Regions from separate parts of the Cricetulus griseus genome. Here region 2 is linked to region 1. The links are chromatin contacts, called in public Hi-C maps. All regions are on one chromosome and are shown on one strand. Each heading gives the region's core, a stretch centred on a gene start, on an enhancer-like site or on the middle of the called end of the contact. The rest is flanking DNA. Distances are from core to core; before and after follow the strand shown.

Region 1 (3,629 bases), core at 672-3,171:
GACAAATATGACTTGAATGTGCAGGTGTGACCTCGCCAGAAGGCTGGCCCTGAGTCCTGGGCCTCCTCAGGAGACATTGGGGGCATATTGAGTGTGGAGGGCAGGGAAGGTGGGGAAGGTAGGGAGAGAGAACCTCTGATCTAAGAAGGTATGTTTAATCCAGAAACATTTATTGAGTGCCTTCCGGTTGCACACATGGAGCCATATGCTCACTCAACTGCTTTAAAGGGAGGAGAAACAGGAGAAGACAATGTTGAGGACATCATTTCTGAGCTCTACTCTTCCCTTGAAGGGGACATGGAAGGAGCAGGTGCTGAGGAACACCAGGCAGAGTCTAGTTTGTTTGCCAGTTTTCATTACCCAAACCTGTGTCACGGCATGCTCATTCAACAGCCGCAGAGACTGAAACATTAAGTTCTCTCAAACCCACTGGAGACACATACTTCTGATATGCCTCTAAAAATGAGAAATAGCTTCCTGGGTGTGTGACTCACAAAGAGCTCTCTCTGATGGCCAGAGCTGGCTTAGGGTGTCTGAAAGCACTGACTGGGCAGAAAGGAGCAGCTGCCTAACACATCTGATACTATTTCCTTTGTCATCGGTTCATCTGTCTGCTCATGGGAAGAGATCTGTCAAATACAACTGGCTTCCTCCCTGGGATCTGCACATCCACCCTCAACCTGCTGGGCCTGTGGCCAGGCCTCACATCCCTTTGCCTACTATCACAAGGGGCTTGAGAACAAGTGTTCAAGAGAACAGCCAGATAGGTTGTGGTTCCCATCTCCTTTCCCATGTCCAAATTATACAAATTATGAAAAACAAACCAGTGAACAAATAAAATAATTAGGCTGTGAGTTCCCTGTGTCCCTCTTTTGTCAGCATTTGGAGAGGCAAACTCACATTTCCGGCAAATGACAGACCAAGCACATGTCATTCCATTTGGTTCTCACTTAGGCCCATTTTACTGATGGGAAACTCATCTTGTCTCAAAAAGACTAGTTCTGCTTGCCCAAGTCAGCTGGTCAAAGTGGGATGGGTATCCTATAACGCCTACATTTTCCCAAAGCACTGACTGTAGAAGGAACATAATTGAAAATACCGGTTTGGATGGTTCTCTGTGGGGGTGGGGTGGGCTTTCCTCCTGAACAGAAATCGGCCGTTTTTCAGGGACTTTTTCCTGCTTCCTGGTTTCTGCTTTGTTCCAGCAGCACATGGTTTTTGGGGATGCTGCCCTGATGTGTATGGTCCTCTAGGCCCTGCCTACACAAGTGTCAGAAAGTGCTGGGGCAGAAGGCTCTGACTCATCTGCTCCTCCCTGAACAACATTCGTGTGTGTGTGTGTGTGTGTGTGTGTGTGTGTGTGTGTGTGTGTGTGTGTGTGTGTGTCTTAAATGTGAGCACTCTGGCTCACAGCTCTGAGCTACCATGTACAGAAAAATGATTACAAACCCTTCTTGCATTCTTAAGGCATCTGTGAAATAATTTTCTTTCCCTGGCCCACTTAGCAGCACTGGTTTTGTTCCACACTTGTGGACACTGTAGGGCGGGCTCCTGCGTCCCAGCCTGTCTAGTATGGCAGCCAGCCTGCACAGATCTATTAATAGCCTTCATTTCCAGTATGTGCCCTGTAAACTCGGGCCTCATTTTTAGCAGCTTGCTGTTACAATTCTAGGAAAAGGTTCCCTTTGAATGTCTTCCTGCCAGGATAGCCTGACTCCCTCTCTCAGTCAGCTGCCCCCCCCCCAGGGCTGGCGGGGGCGTGGAGCCCAGGGATAAGTGGTGGGAGATCCTTCTCTTGGAAGAGTTGCTGAACGAAATGACCCTTTGTTTGGAAAGCAGCCCTGATAAGCTTGGGTGGGGCTGCAGCTGCCCAGCACTGAAGTCATGCTTGACTCATCTCTTCCTTTCACAGCTCTCATCTAGTTCATCACACATTTAGTTTGCTTCCCCCAAAAGGATATTCCCAAAGACCAGGCCCAAGTCCATCTGCATCCAGCCTGTGTGGAAGGCCCCTGTCTCTTGTGCCCTTTTTTGAGTTCACCCCATTTCATCCCTTGAGAACTCACTGAAGGCTCTTAAAGCCTGCCAGTGCTCAACTTGGCAGAGTCAGTGACTCGTCTCTAAGCAACTATCCAATGTAAATTGTCCCCTTAAAGACAATCTTAAGTAAAATAACAGTCCTAGCATGGATGATCCCTGTGCCTCTTGATAGGGTGTGAATATGGCAGGTGTATCCTCAAGACAGTGTGTTTAAGGTTTGGTCCCAGCCTGGTTGTATTGGGAGGTACTTGGAGGTGGGGTCTAATGTGAGTCCCATAGGCCCCTAGAGTGCACCCTTGAAGGTATTGTGGGACCTTGGCTTCTGTCTCTTTCTGTGGTCTGACCTGTGATGCGCATCCAAGCTTGGTCATGCAGGGCTGCTGACTATAGAACTGATGCTAAACCATCCTGCCTTCCCTTCCTAAGGAATTTGTTAAAACACTGTGAGGCTGAGCTAACACCTCTCTTAGCTTTTCACTACTTTTCTTCTTTTAATTTGGGGGTTATAATATAATTGCATCATTTTTCTCTTCCCTTTCTTTCCTCCAGAGCCTCTCATATGGTCTCTTCTTTTTAAATTTTCTTTCTTTCTAAAGCTTTTGAGATTGTAGTATAGTTATATAATTTCTCTCTTCCCTTCCCTTTCCTCCCTCCCTCCAAACCTCCCCATACTCCATTCCTTACTTCAAAAGGTGGAGATTTAGCATGCCATCTGCTTTGTGGCAAGGCTGTCTCCCTTCCTCACCTTTACACACCTTTCATGCACAGTGAGCTGGTGGCTAAATACTCCCACAGGTCATTGCATTAAGAAAGCAGGATGTATGCAACCAACCTCTGAGCACTTCCTGAAATTTAGTGATGGCAGTGACCATATGCAGAACACACAGTTAGTGTACAAATCAATCTGATGTCAATTTGGGGGTGGCAACCCTGATTCACATCTGGAGACATTCTTGGGCATCAGTTACATTTGATCAGAATTCCACAAATGGCTCTCAGCCCAACAGAAGGGAAAAAAAAAAGCATACCGTGAAACGTGGAGCCAGGGCTTGAGACTGCCAGTGTGTGTGTGTGTGTGTGTGTGTGTGTGTGTGTGTGTGTGTGTGTGTATCAGATAATAACCATTATCCGTTAACCACCATGCCATGGACCATGGAATTTAAAATTCAAGAAAAAAATAACAAAAAAAAATATTTTAAGATTTTGCCCAGTTGCCTTCTAGCTTGGACTCCATGAGGGTGGAGCTGTAGTTCTGTCTCCAGTAGTTTCTTCATTTGATGTAGGGCAGGTGAGTGAATGAGAAAAAGAGAAATAAAGAGGAAAAAAAAAGGAACAGAGCTGCTCCTAGGTATGATGCAGGACAAGGTTTTATTGTAGATACATGTGGGAGAGTAGCCAGAGGCAGAGACCTCTGGGAAAGTCCAGAGTGGACATGACCAGACTGAGCTGTGCCTTGTGAGGAGAGGGGGAGGGAAAGGGAGGGGAGGGAGGAGGCAGGTGCAGCAGCCAGAAGGCCCAAATGTACAAAGAGATCAGGCAAGCAAAGTGGTTGGATTATGTAGGGAAGGGCAGCCCAGCCCCCTGGGCTG
Region 2 (3,878 bases), core at 752-3,251, 470 kb after region 1:
CTAGGATCCAGGCATTTGTATTTGCTGACTACCGGAGGCAGTTCTGCAGAATACACATCCAGTGCCTCACTCCTGCTTTCTAACTGATCTTTGAGACCAAACCTCTACATGTACTTTCCAAAGTCTAAATGCTGTTTACAGTTTCAGGAGCCGAAGCTGTTAGCAAGGAATGGAGTACCTGCTACTCTAACAAGCTTTTGAACAGCCAGGAAGCAGCTACCAGTGGTTCACCTCATGAAAAGCACCCCCTGTCACTATGTCAAGGCACCCCACAGACAGCCCCAACACACAATTGTTTGAGCTGAGAGGCATTGTTTGCTACATATTCCTCTTACCTGTGTGAGTTCTAATGTGTCCTTGAAGCAGCCAGGGTCTGGAGAAAGCCTTGCCACAGATCTTGCAGACACAAGGCAATGTGTGGGTCCGAATGTGCATCTTAAGGGCACCCAGGCTCACATATTCCTTGTCACAGTACTTGCAGCTGAAAGATTTCCTAGACTGGGCATCACAATGCAGCTGCTTATGTTTGGCCAGCCCAGAGAAAGTAGAGTAGGTCTTATTACACAAATTGCACTGAAACTTCTCAGCTTCAATGGCATGGGGGTCTGAGAGCTTGGCTTGCAGTCTTTCCTCTTCATCACTAATGGGACTCTCTGAACCACTGTGGTCCTTGGATGAAGTATCAGATGGAGGAGGGGGGCTTACTCGCCCCAAGGGTGAGGAGTATCCAGCAAGAGGAGAAAGGCCACTGGGCAGAGGGGAGTGGAATGGAGCTGCCGATGTCCACACAGTAATAGGGCTGTATGCTCCTGAGCTGAGGATCTCTGGTTTTGGTATGACAGGCATGGGGTAGCTCTCATAGAGGTACGGGGAAATGATCACTAGGAGAAAGAAATTGAGAAAAAGGAGAGAAAATTAAGGCAAAAATACTTTTTAAAATACACGTACACCGTCTGAGACAGCACATAACAATACACACAAGACTCCATAGTGAAGACAGACTCCCTCACAAGGATACACAGAATGACGAAACATTCCTTTCATCCGGGCTTAATGTCCTTGTGCAAGCTGACAGTTACCCTGGCTCTTCCTATCGGGGATTCTGGACGAGCCTTACAGTACTCATTTATAAAGAAGAGCTAGACACGATTGTAAAACTTTCTGTAGAGTTGCTTTCCATTTCATGCATGGGCTCTTCTACTGTGGGGGCAATGGCATGCAGGAATCCAGCTGCTTTGCAGTTCCTGGCTCCCCAAGGTAACAGCTCAGCCTCGGGGGAAGGGTGTGCTCATTGCAGAGCACTCATTATACAGTGAGAACCACACCGCACTACCGGAAGGAGGCTTTCCTTGTAAGGAAAACGCTCAAAAGATTTGAATTAAAACTTACTCTAAGTGATCCAGAGACTGAAAGCACTGTTTCAGGACAACATTTAAAGGAAAGCAGCCCAATGTGTGCAGAGTAAAGCCGTGGAACCGCGGTTCAATCGCGCAGATTTGCAGAGCGTATTTTTACCTGTGTGTGTGTCCAGTTCGCTGTAGTTGGGCTTCTTGGAGGCGTTGAAATGTTTCTTGACCAGGAAGGAACGCGGCATGGTGGCGGCAGGCGGGCGCGGGCGGATAACGGTCCAGGCGGCGGTCCTACAGCATCGCGGCGGCTCAGGTGCGGCGTGGGACAAGCGGGCGCCTCTGAAGTCACCCGGCTCCCTGCCCGACTGAGCTCTTCAGGGCTGGGTGGGGTTTTCTCCCTGGTTTTTACTAGAAGCATCCAATCACAGCTGAGAGGTTCGGATTTCAGCTCCTCCTTCTGGGACAGCTGTGAACAGAGGAAGAATCTGTTGTCAGACTAAATTCTGGTTGAAAGTGGGCTATTCAAGGCATTTCAGTGGAGGCTCAAAATACATTAAATGTTTTCAAAGAGGAAATTTCAGTTCTTGAGCATTGCGGGAAGGCGTTCCGGCGAGCAGACCGCGAACGACTTGGCTTCCAGATGTGGGCCTTGTCGGGCGCGGGGTGGGCGGGAAGTAAGGGCCGCCCACGGGACCGTGGAGCCTTTGGTGACCGGAGAGCCTATATTTGGAAGTAGCACTTCGAGGGGGTTTATTTGCACACGGACCCATGATGGCCCCGATTTTTTGTACAAGGGAGGTTAAGGCGCCCATCAGCCCGCTGAGGCAGGTCTGGCCAGCTCTAGGACCGCGCACCGAAAAGTTAACTCGCTGGTCTTGCGTTAGCCGCTTGAAAGGAATGCCTAGCAGCCTATCCCAGGAACTGGAAGAGAGCAATGATTAAAAGGGAAGGCTTGGGCAGACTCCCACAATAGGCAAGCTCTGGAAGAAGCACGGAAATCTCTCATGAAGACATGTGAACAAGACTTCCTCCCTTTAAGACACATGGTGCTTTAGTAAAAGAAAAAAAAATGTGAATCTCTACAGACATTTCTTTAAAAGTATTTGTTTTAATTTAGTGGTGTTTTCTTTGGTAGGAGTTTTCAACACCCCTCCCGACCCCTGATCCCCGCCACTTTCCTGGTTTTAAGTAAAAGATGCAAAAGGGTTACTTTGCCAGCTACTTGACTGACAGCTTAGACAGTCCAGTAGTCAGCCAATCACTTGCATTTGAATACAGGGATAGGTCTAAAAAAATGCTCCGATGTGACTCATTTTAAAACAGCAGTTTTCGCCATATCCGTAGACAACTCTTGTTAATTTCAGTGTTATCCCTTCCCTTCCCAACAAAACCATAGAAATAACGCCCCCCCGAAGACTACTGACTTTTTTTTCTAACAGGTGCTGGAAGAAAATAGATAAAAGAGAATAGCACCGATGGTGTCGAGACTTGTAAGAGAAAAGTGCATTGTCAGGCAGCATAACTTCTTAATCTGAGGATGAGAAAACAGGAGTGTGTGGGTGAGGGAAAAGGAAACACGCAGACTTCCTGGGCTAATTTCAACGATTCCCTTTCTCCTTCCAACAGGCACTGATTTAAATGTCAAACACACAAAGGAGTTTGTATGAATCCTTATATGAAGGAAACTGAATCTTCAGGAGACAGGAAAACACCAAAATCCATTAGATTTTCCCCCAGGCGGATCAGAGCTGGAGTTTGAATTGTCGTCTTCTTAGTGGGTTTGTTTATATTCAGTCACCTGCTTTATAGAGCAAGAAATCTTCTTTCCCTTGCCACCTAATTTCTAGCAAAACACATGGTTTGTTAGAGATCTAATATCATTGAGAGAGCACAAAACCACAGGACAACTGGGAATGTGAAAGGATATTTAAGTATTTATTTACAAGTAATTATAACACACAAGATAACCTGCTAAAATGAGTTCTTGATATCTATTTAAAAATTTAGTAGTAATTCATTGTGGTTGAAAAACAAAAGCAAACAAGAAAAGAAAAAAAACAAAACAAAAACCCTTGAATTAGAACCACAAATGCACAAAGCAGCCAAGCTTTATGCCCAGTGACCTAGGCCTGGGGCCTGAGTTACTGTTGACAGCAAATGTTCATATCCTTATTCCTGTAAAGAGCCTGTGAACTTCAAACTCTGCTTAAGGTTAGCTACACCATAGAGCCAGGTTTGAGCTAAACGGGTGAGGTCTGTTCCACTTGTCAGCAGGGGAGAGTCCATGGGCTGATGATGACATAAATCACATTAAATGGGTGCTCTGCTCAGGTGCAGTAGTGGACAATTAGTGTTAGTTAACCTGATGTAGTTAAAAAAAAAAAAAAGCAAGGATGGAAGGCCAGCTGTAGCTGTGAGGATTCTAGTATCACAGAACTGATTTTTCTCCCTGCAGACAGATACTGGGCTTCTATGGGTGAGGGTGATGGCTTTGGTCACTGACTGAAAGATTTTGTTTTGCTTAGACAG

The links. A called contact is a pair of places that touch in the nucleus more often than the background predicts.
Region 2: a Hi-C map of the CHO-K1 cell line shows a contact between it and region 1, with 2.7 times the contacts expected there. The contact joins the promoter of Snai2 here to the enhancer-like site in region 1. A contact is called at or near these places in 2 of 8 Hi-C or Micro-C datasets (the CHL-YN cell line and the CHO-K1 cell line).

The regions. Positions count from the first base shown.
Region 1 is chr4:74,277,305-74,280,933 of CriGri-PICRH-1.0, forward strand. LOC118238808 (a long non-coding RNA gene) reads right to left here. Exons shown (of 2, transcript XR_004769997.1): 2 at 3,390-3,629. Among named protein-coding and RNA genes, the nearest start is that of Efcab1, 300 kb to the right of the region's middle. Within about 2 kb of position 1,922, at least 2 of the 6 cell types and tissues checked have open chromatin away from gene starts, as enhancers often do. A contact at or near this core is called in the CHO-K1 cell line, where this site is marked.
Region 2 is chr4:74,750,950-74,754,827 of CriGri-PICRH-1.0, forward strand. It overlaps Snai2 (zinc finger protein SNAI2), which reads right to left and starts at 2,002. Exons shown (of 3, transcript XM_035444768.1): 1 at 1,516-2,002; 2 at 336-881. The coding sequence starts at 1,594. LOC100772567 (vomeronasal type-2 receptor 116-like) reads right to left here. Exons shown (of 9, transcript XM_027413392.1): 9 at 1,913-2,270. The coding sequence ends at 1,913.